Linked DNA regions of Mus musculus: all the other regions are linked to region 1. The links are chromatin contacts, called in public Hi-C maps. All regions are on one chromosome and are shown on one strand. The core of a region is the stretch at or near the end of the contact, and the rest is flanking DNA. Distances in the headings are between cores, read along the strand shown. Region 1 overlaps Aff3 (AF4/FMR2 family, member 3). Region 2 has its middle 100 kb from the start of Gm34596. Region 3 has its middle 66 kb from the start of Gm34596.

What was found. Hi-C and Micro-C count contacts between places; a contact is called where the count stands out from the background.
Region 2: a Hi-C map of cortical neurons shows a contact between it and region 1, with 3 times the contacts expected there. The contact joins two enhancer-like sites. A contact is called at or near these places in 10 of 39 promoter capture datasets (the C10 cell line, the HPC-7 cell line, cranial neural crest and 7 more), 3 of 484 Hi-C or Micro-C datasets (CD8 T cells, cerebral cortex and cortical neurons) and 1 of 115 datasets of contacts at active chromatin or transcription factors (embryonic basal ganglia).
Region 3: a contact with region 1 is called in a Hi-C map of the G1E-ER4 cell line, with 2.5 times the contacts expected there. The contact joins two enhancer-like sites. A contact is called at or near these places in 9 of 39 promoter capture datasets (the 3T3-L1 cell line, 3T3-L1-derived adipocytes, the C10 cell line and 5 more), 1 of 15 datasets of contacts at CTCF or cohesin (the NIH/3T3 cell line), 1 of 484 Hi-C or Micro-C datasets (the G1E-ER4 cell line), 2 of 115 datasets of contacts at active chromatin or transcription factors (T-cell acute lymphoblastic leukemia and embryonic basal ganglia) and 1 of 9 other capture datasets (embryonic stem cells).

The regions. Positions count from the first base shown.
Region 1 is chr1:38,392,169-38,395,408 of GRCm38.p6, reverse strand. All of the region lies in intron 5 of Aff3 (AF4/FMR2 family, member 3), which reads left to right. Among named protein-coding and RNA genes, the nearest start is that of Gm16150, 170 kb to the right of the region's middle. Within about 2 kb of position 1,733, at least 62 of the 459 cell types and tissues checked have an H3K27ac peak or open chromatin away from gene starts, as enhancers often do. A contact at or near this core is called in the G1E-ER4 cell line and cortical neurons, where this site is marked.
Region 2 is chr1:38,728,820-38,732,059 of GRCm38.p6, reverse strand. No RefSeq gene overlaps it. Among named protein-coding and RNA genes, the nearest start is that of Gm34596, 100 kb to the right of the region's middle. Within about 2 kb of position 1,464, at least 15 of the 459 cell types and tissues checked have an H3K27ac peak or open chromatin away from gene starts, as enhancers often do. A contact at or near this core is called in cortical neurons, where this site is marked.
Region 3 is chr1:38,694,844-38,698,083 of GRCm38.p6, reverse strand. No RefSeq gene overlaps it. Among named protein-coding and RNA genes, the nearest start is that of Gm34596, 66 kb to the right of the region's middle. Within about 2 kb of position 1,678, at least 16 of the 459 cell types and tissues checked have an H3K27ac peak or open chromatin away from gene starts, as enhancers often do. A contact at or near this core is called in the G1E-ER4 cell line, where this site is marked.

The sequences.
Region 1 (3,240 bases), core at 484-2,983:
AAGATTGTCAGCAGCCCTTGGATGGTAAGATGATTAATCACTTTAGCACAAAAGAACACAAAGGGAGACTTGTTCGGAGTAGGCCGGGGATGGAGCGTCAGCTCCAGGTGCCATGGGGCTCCTCTGTTTAATAAGGTTTTTTTTTTTCAAGTATGTGCCACATCAAAAGCAAAAGCACATGCCTCTACAGGAAACTCAACTAAAGGGCCAGAGAACAAAGTAGTAAGTCAGAAGGAATATTTAAGAAACAAGATTAGCAATCATTTGGGTTTGAAAATCCCTCCACCCAAAGCCTACTGTGTTAGTGTCAGGAAAACTCACAGACCTTCAGAGGACATGTCCTGAACCCTTTACCCATAAACATGAAAGGAAATATCCGAGGCTAAACAAGTTCCATGATTGGAAGTATGCTTCAATTATTCCACTATTCCCTGCAGCCTGGCTTAACATGTGCTGCTGGGGTGTCCTTCACATGAGTTACCCGTGTTCCCTCATTGTAGTGCCCTCCCTGTCTTCCAGGTAGAAAGAGAGAGGTAGAGGCCATAGCACACAGAGCAGAGTTTAAACTGAGGTCTCCCACTGTGCAGCCTGGGGCTCTTTTATACCCTGCAGAGTACAGCCAGTCCTCTGTTCCCACAGGCTCCCCAGGCCTGTGGAGCATAGGAACGAGTCCTGAAAGCAGCTCCACAGTCTGAATGGTGTGCCAAGGCTGTCGCTGAGTGTGTGTGATGTGTGGGTGTGGCCCCTGCAGCCTCCACCTCCTCACAGATCCCAGGCTCTCTCCAGCGATTCAAGTGTGGTGTCCGCTGCCTCGTGCCTCAGTGCTGAGCCATGATGTGAGACCTAGTATGTCCACATCTGTGCTTACATGCTTAGACTTGCTCCATGTCACTAGTCATTGTTCAACACATTGTGTTGGGTATTCTAGTCATCTAGAGATGACATAAACCATATGGGAAGGCATTTGTAGGTTTTGTACAAAAACCGTACCGTGTTACACAAAGGATTTGAGCATTTACAGATCTGCATGCCTTCAGGGGACCAATCCCCAGTGGCTACCCAGGAACAACTGTGTTAAAAAAACAAAACAAAACAAAAACCAATCGCATGTTTTTAAACATCCGACTGACTGTTGCGCAAGTACCTCAAGACCCTTGGATCTAGTCTACCTCACTCCCTTCAGCCTGAAGAAGACACATCATGGCTGCTTTGACTGTTTCTGTTTGTGGAGGGTAGGAGGGGGCTGCTAACTGTTCCTGAAGTATAGGACCGAGGCTTTGGATGTCTAAGCCACCCCATGAAGGAACTGTGCAAGCAGAGAGACACTTTGATAGTCCCTGTGTGTCAGCCTGGAGCATACATAATCAGTTATTTAACAACACACCTCAAAATGCCAGACTTTTTTTTTTCTTTTTTCTTTTTTTTTTTTTTTTTGCAATGGCCTGGGTGGTTACTACTCTCTGGGAGCCCTGTGGTACACGGTAGTCCCCTTGTCACCTCAGGAAGAGCAGCACTGGATCTCAGGGGGAGGAGAAGGCAAAGACCCAGAGTAAGGACCCAGCAGGTGGGACTGCAGTGCAGAAGCCACCGCCCTCCTGGCTGCCAGGGGAAGAGTTTCCAGCTGAGTCTGCCTTAAGCAGTAGCTTACTGAGCATGTGACTTAGAGCCAGTGCAGACTGCAGTGTGGGGCACACTCATTTTCCCAGGGAAAGCCGCTGTTCTCATCCACTGTTGCATATGCCTGGAACGGCTCCTGCTAGATACATTTTCGAACTCACGTGTCCCAGTGAATCAGCATGTCTAACAGCGTGTCTTCATTCATTACATGTGCTTCTGGAGGAGAGCTCTGTAAACCTGTGACTAGAACAAACATTTTATTTTGGAACTGACAGCCGTTAGCTGCCTTCGTTCTTACTGTTGAAATGACGTTTCAGATTTGTTAGAAATGACGCTGACTTGAAATCTCAGTATAGAACATATAGTTCTAGGATATTTGCTAATTTTTTTTTTTTGCTAAAGTATTACTGATTATAGGAAAGACTTAACATTAGTATGAACTTCCCTGAGGAATTTAAATACTTGCTTAGTTTCTTTACAACTTGGCCCTAATTTGTAAGACAAAAGTGTTAAAAAAAAATCTTTTGAAATTGCTTGTCAAACAATAAAACACAAAGAATAGTCTTTCTTGGAGCAGTAGAATGTTCTGAGTCACTTCTTAAAGTGGTTTTGCCACAGTTCAGGTCCATACAGTGAGCGACCACAACAGAAACCAGTGCAGACTGCACCCCCTGGTGGGCCATTTGTTTGATAAGCAGTTGGTTGATAGCTTTTTGTCTCTGAAGGAAGAAGTGGAAGTTTACATGTAGAAAATTCATGTCTTTGTAGGAACTAAACAGTGTCCAAAATTACCAAGCTTGGCTTGGTCTTTGGTGGAAGGTCTCATCTGTGTGAATCGTTCATGATGTTAACCTGTGTTTACTTGAAACACGAAGAACAGTGCATGAAATACCCAGCATTGGAAGCAGGGTCTCTTGATGAGTTTTATTTTCTAGCACAACAGTGGTCAGTGTGTCTCACTAGGTGTAGAATTAACTGCACAGAACTTGAGAAAGTTCTCCCTAAAATATTAATCATCTTGTAGCTTAGAGCTGACTTCCTTTAGGAACACTGGCCCCACTGTGAGAGAAAATGACAGAGGACCAGGACATCAGTGACTTTCACAAAACTCAGAAGACCTCAAGTTGCAGAGCAAACAGCTCAAGCTATAGAGTGTGTGTATGTTGGGGGCAGGGGGCGCTTCAGGACAACACGAGACCTGGGTGTTACTTACATGAGAGAATAATCAAGGCCATGATACCTATGAGAAGTCCAACTAGAAACTGAAATACTTGCTAAAGGTTAAAGGTAGGCTCACAGCCATGAACAATTCATGCTAGTAGGTTCGCCCCCTCTGGCAGGTTTTGTCTCTACCTGGCACCTGTAGGGGAGACCTGGGAGAATCCTGACCTCACCTATGAACATCCATCCAGACAGACCCATGTACCCTGCCTCTCTTCCTGATCAGAGTCTCAGCTTACAGGAAGGACACAGAAGGTCAGCCTGCAGAGCTGCATCCCTCTACAGAGGAGGGGAGTGAGCAACAGCTACAGCAGCTACAGCCTCTGCCAAAACATACACTCACCTTCTCTCAGCCCCGGGGCACAAAAGCAGGCGTACCAGAAATGCATCATGAGGGACCCT
Region 2 (3,240 bases), core at 215-2,714, 340 kb before region 1:
TAATGTACTTAAAGAGATAGAAAGTCTATGTGACAAATTTTTAGAGCCTAGATAAAGAATATGTAGGAGCGATTACTCTGAAATGTTGAGAACAAAGCCCCGTTTCCAGATCACGTGATGTTCTATTGTCTGGAACACTATCACTACCCATACCTATGTGCCACAGTTACAGAAACACCAAAAGATGAGGAATCCGTCTCCCGCTTCCAGCATCTCCCCATGGATGATCCTCAAGTCTGATGTCAGAATAACTAACATGATCACAGGGTTTGGTTCTTAATTTCTCATGTGTGCTGCCTCTCTTCATTTAAAGGGGGAGGGCAATGTACTTTTATTTTATTTTATTTTTTGGTTTTTCGAGACAGGGTTTCTCTGTGTAACCCTGGCTGTCGTGGAACTCACTCTGTAGACCAGGCTGGCCTCGAATTCAGAAATCCACCTGCCTCTGCCTCCCAAGTGCTGGGATTAAAGGCATACGCCACCATTGCCTGGCCAGCAACGTACTTTCAACATACCATTTCCTATGCTTTCTTGGAATTCAGAGGGAAGTTCACCTTTTTCCTAGTCTATCTTTTAAAATGTGGAATTTGCACTTGGCTGTTCATGCCCCTGAGTCATTTGTACTAGTGTGTGGTGGGTCCAAAAGTCAGGTGGGCGTGCTGGGGAGGCTGGAGCAGTGCTGGGGAGGATGGAGCAGTCCGTTGTCTGCAGCGTTTTCCAGGAGAAGCGTGTGCTCATTGTTTTGAAATGCATGATTCATATAAAAAGTGAATTAGGTTTTAGAGGAACCAGGCCACTGGATTCAACGGCCTGTAATTATGGTGAAGATTTGGACGACCTATTAGCATAAATCCCCCAAAGAATGTCATCTAAGAGATGTGCTTTGGACAGTCCCCAAACCTTAACCAGGGTATTATGCAAATTTTGCCTTGAGGACTGTGGAGCCATTCTAATATTGAAGTCATGTTGACAGGATGATGGGTACTGGATAAACCACGGAGGTGTCACAGTCCACAGGAGAAGCCCTTTGTTGATGGGACGAGGTCTGCGGCTCTTACAGAGGACCTACCGTCCTTCCCTGAATGACATCTTGGGAAGGGAAGGTCCAGGCAGCCAAGTGGTCCAGATTTGGCACAAATGAGATGGCCTGTGCCTTGTGTGAGTCTGGCCTGTTTTCCCATGAGGAAAATGAGGCTTGCAGAGTCTGGGCCGTCTCTGTGACGTAGAGCTCGGCAGCAGTCTGTTGTGTGTTCTGCACTGTGCAGACTGCATAGCATTTCGTGATGCTGGACCCCTGAGACCCTGGAAAGTAGGTATTGGCCTCTCCACCTATTTGTGAGCCAAAAGCCAGCAGTGTTTTTATCATGGAAATAATTCTTTTCCAACACTTGGGTTCCCTGATAACACCTTGGAAGGTTCTTCCTTTCTGTTCCTGAACAGATGATGGCATTGTGGTGCCTCTATAGGAAACAAAGAGCCTGCAGCATCTTCCGTTCTTTGCTGGACTCAGACACTGAGGGAGAGCCTAAGGTTTGGAGTGCTGCTTTTTCCGTCCTAGATGAAACCGATGCATGGTGTAATCTCCCTGTTTCCTAAAAGAGAGATAACTGAAATCTTGCATTTAAACTAAAAAGTGTTCCCTCCTCATTGAAATTCAGACCTGAGCTCCTTCGAAGCCTCCTACCAGCCAATCCACCCCAAGCTCCTTCTGGAATTCTAGAAGCAGCCATCTCTGGAGAGAAGTTTTCCATCTGTCTCCTTATGAGACTAAGCTGTTAGTGAGGTTTCGTTACATCTGCCGTTTTATGTTAAGCTGTGATTTCCCCCCTTCTTTGCTGGATATCAAGAATTCAGTAGGGCTAGTATAAAAATAGGATTGGCACCTACTGCTGCACACTGACTCTCTTGACAGCAGTGTATTCTGGAGGAGGCTTATACTGACTCCCAAACTGTTTCCATGCTAAGCTTGTCCTGAATATTGGCTGTTGTTATTGATGCTAACGCTATCTTTTGTCAGATCGTGCATGCATGTGTGTGTGTGTGCGTGCTCATGTGCATGCACATATACATGTGTGGTATGTGTGCACAAGTGTGTGCTTGTGCACATGTATGTGTGCATGTGTGCTTGCTTAAAGGCAAAACTAGGAAACGTGTTTGAGTCCTGTACATGCATGTTGGGCTTGGGTGTTTATTCCTCAAGGGAGGAAGGTGACAGCAGAGAACTTGTCCTGTCACTTCACTGTGGCCGTGTGCTCAGGGCAGAGCTTCGGTTTCTGGCTAGGTAAAATTTGACAGGTTGTTATTTAAAACAAAAGGACACATAAACAAAGTAGCAGACAAAACAGCTGCTGTTCAATACTATGCCCTCCTGGTCCTCTGGGACAAGTGCTGTAGAGTTCATGCCGGGTTAACCAGAGTGAAACTTATCAGGCTCAAGTGGGGAGGAGAGCTGGGCTTCCCAGCTGACTTCCCTGTCTCCTGGGCTGGGCTTCTGCTCACTAATATTTTGGGGTGTGGGGGGGCAGGAGGCGAATCCTGGCATTCTGTCCTAGTGAGACCACAGCTAAGGACAGCACCCATGGAGCAGGAGGATAAGCTGGACATGCAAGTGACAGCCAGGATGCTCTGTGGCTGGGCACAGCACCAAAGCCCTGCACTGCCATTCCTGTAGTTAGCTAATCTTGTTTTATGGTCTCCTGTGCAGGAGCCTGGGCAGTCACATCCTGGTGTCCGAAGGGCTGGTAATGTCACCCAGAGGGACGCTTCTGCCAAGGCAGCAGGTCTTGGTCTTTCCCTCTCTTCTTTTTCAGAAATATCCGCCAGACACAGAGAGGGAACGATCAGTGTCTCTTACATAGTAATTAAAGTATCACTTTTGACAATGAAACTGGATTATCCCTCAAAACCCTTGCTTGCAACAGTAGTGATGAATGCTGTTGTTTGTCGGAATGCCCAAATGGTAATCCCAGCATCTCCCCACAGTTGTTCATTTGCTCTGCTCCTTTGGAATAAACAGACTTATCTTTCTTGTCATACAACACTGTCTCTAATTTAATGGAGATGTTATTAAGATAAAATCTCTATTCAATCCCATATTGTACCATATTAACACACACAATTAGTAACGCCTTCTCAGTTATGGAGAGAGATGACGGCTGCTTTTAAGCTAAATTACCTTTATCATGGCAGCACGTGAAGAAAGCTACAAATATTTACCCAAGTGTATGTTAATTCTTATTT
Region 3 (3,240 bases), core at 429-2,928, 300 kb before region 1:
AGCAGGAAACAGAAAAGCTCACACATCAGCTCAGGGGCTCCTCAAGTATCCCCGTGTCAACTGCACATTTAATGCCCACTGAGCCCATGGAACACCATCGTTTGGGGACACCGCACACTAGAGCATCATTTCCCCTGTGACTGGTGGCTCACTGCCTCTGTCCAGCATTTCCAGAGATTACTGTCCCATGTTGCTCACCTGGAAAAATCCCAGATTCAAGCTTTGAAGTACCATTTCTCCTGACTGCTTCATACTATGATAAAATGAAAACTCAAGAGGAGTGTCAATCATTAGAAGTTGGGGAGCTTCTGGTGCGTCATTAGGCAATATTCCTAAATATCCTTTACCTTTGAACGTGTGAAACAGTTTCTCTTGGTACATCAAGTAAACTTAGAAAAGGAAACCTCCCCCCCGCCCATCCTTCAGACTGGAGAGTGTGCCAGACCAGGTGATGCCAGCATTCCTTTTTCATAATACTCGTTAATTGTTCGTCAATGATGACCAAGTTCCCTGGTCGAGCCACACCCTGCCCCCTCTCATGAGCAAGCATCAGTAGGCATTTCAGATCTGTATCACTCAGTTTCTGGAATGGAACACAGAATCAAGAGGCACATATCTCCCTACAATATGTATTCTTGTATAATAATCTCCCTCCCATTTCTTGGAGTCTCTTCCAGCCAAATGATGACAACCAGAATCCAAACACCACTTGTGGGAGAGATGGTCTTTTATTAGTTCTCAGAAAGGACTCAATTTCCTTCCAGGCTCCTCTTTGTAAGGGGGGAGCCAGCTGATGGCTGAGGGAGAAACAAACAGATCCGAACAGTGAGAAAGTGCAATTGGACTTTGATGGTAAAATAATTACACGCTGGGACCTCCGAGCCGATTTTAGCTTACCCCCAGGAAGAATCGTACTCTTAGAGTTTTGTGATAGATCAGGATTGGGGTTTTAAGTGATGTTTTTATGTCTCTTTTGAAGGACTGGTGCTTCAGAGACAGGAGAAGAAAACAATACTTTGTTTCATATTTCTATCTTTTTTCCCTCTGAGGAATTGGTTTTCACCACTGATTTCTACCACAGAGGGGGTGTGGGGGTGTCAGGAGATGAGGCTGAGTTCTGTTTCATAGATGGAACTTGAGATGATTTAGTCTGTAATACCCCCTAGAGTGCGTCATTCTGGTACACGGCTTCTTTTCATGTAAATAGAATTTTACACAAATGATTCCAAATCCTGGCTCATTCCTTTCTCAATTATTTTTTTTTACTCACTTTTTAAACAAGAACTGAATTCAGAAGAAGGGTCTTTCTCACTGGCTGCTCACCTGCCTGCTCGCTTTGCTGATGTGGCTAGAATTAGCAGCCACTGCGCAAGGCCTTATTTCACAGGGCTTAGCTCAGATGTCGATGCAGATCATTAGCTGGTGCCAGCAGAGGCTGAGGAAATGAGTGGCCTCCAGCGCTTGTCAATTCACTTTGCTGCCCAGTCTGATGACACTCGATGCGCCTGCCATCGGGACCTGTCTGCTGCCCTGGATGATTGAGCTGTTACTGGAAATGAGATTGTGGATAGAGCTGAGGCAGGACCATCTCGCCGGAGACTGGCGTTGATGTGTATCTCCCAAGTCACTCACGTGAAGAAAAGATTACAGCAGCTGGCAGGAAGCCAAATGACAAAGACAGCCCAAGGCAAAGCTCTGATGCCACACGTTAGAGACTTGGACAGTGGCCCAATTACTATGCTGAAATCCAAGGCATGGGCTAGCTGGCATTGAATTTCAAGTTAGTTTAGGAATTGAAAGCTACTTTGTGCACACTGTGTGACAGATGTGAGGCAGCGCATGCAGCAGAGGAAGCCGTATGATCTCTCCCCAGCAGGAAGCTCTTCTTCCAGGCCTGAGCAGACAGACATCATAATGGAAGTGTGGAGGAGCTGGGCCTCCTAGAAGGAAGAGTCCAGGCACGCAGAGGAGTTCTTCCTTTCCCCTCTGGGAACACACTCTTCCTGAGTTGTGCCTGAGTCCCCCCACCTGCGGTGGTTAAAGAGCCTGCCCACATCCCCCCATTAAACAACAAAGCAAATTATCCCAGAATGCCTGGGAAGAAGGCCACCACTTAATGAGAAAGGAATGTGGGAATGTGGGCCCTGGTATGGCTTCACTGTGGCCTGAGTTGCTGCCAGGGACAAAATGTAGAAGACAGCCTGGTTGTTGGTTGCCAAAAGAACGTCAACCAGTAAGAATCCAAGGTAAATTATTATTATTATTATTATTATTATTATTATTATTATTATTATTATTATTATATTGAAATGGCATGAAGGTGACCATTCCCAGTATTTCTGTGAAAATCTCCAGTTCTCAGAAACCTTCAGCCCTAGGAAAATCAGGATAGTTGATCATGTGACTTTTAGCCATGAGTATGGACATTTGGGCTATCACAGTGCAAGACGAACAACTAAGTTTTTTAGACTTTTTTTTTTTTAATATATCAGATGACTCACTTCTTTAGCTCTAGCTACAGGAATTAAAGCAATAGTACACTGTTTCTCTGGGCATGGGTGGGGGCACCTGTAACCACAGTTCTGCAGGTTGGGACAGGAAGGTGGCAATAATAGTACAGTGTGAGCTATATAGCAAGTTATAGGCCAGCCTGGGTTACATAGTGAGATCCAGTCTTTTGTTTGCTTATTTGTTTGTTTTTGTTGCTGTTTAAATTTTATACATCTGGACGTTTTACTTGCATGCCTGTGAACCATATTCATGCAGTGCACACACAAAGGCCAGAAGAGGGTATCAGAACCCCTGGAAGTGAAGTTGCAAACTGCCATGTGGGTCTGGAAACTGACAACAAGTCCTCTGCAAAGCTACAAGTGCTCTTATCCACTGAGCCTGCTCTGTGTCCTCTTTGTGAACCAGTGCAGAGAGAATCCCAAAGTCCCTGGAGCTGTTGACCACCAGGACTGAGGTTGCCCATTGACTGCCAGGACTTAGGTTGAATCCTGAGCTTGACCACTGATGTTGTGTCACATCCCTAATGAGCTGTGGACTCCAGCTTCCTCCCAAAGAGCCCAGCAGGATGTTTCTATCACTCTTGCACGGCTTCCTAAGTGAACATTTAGAAAAAGAAAGTGCTACTCACAAGAGATAAATATACCTGCTTTCCTTCGCTATCATATTACAAATACCAATTATGTAAAAGATTTTTCTAAATACCTAAACTTCTTGGTTACATGCTGGTCA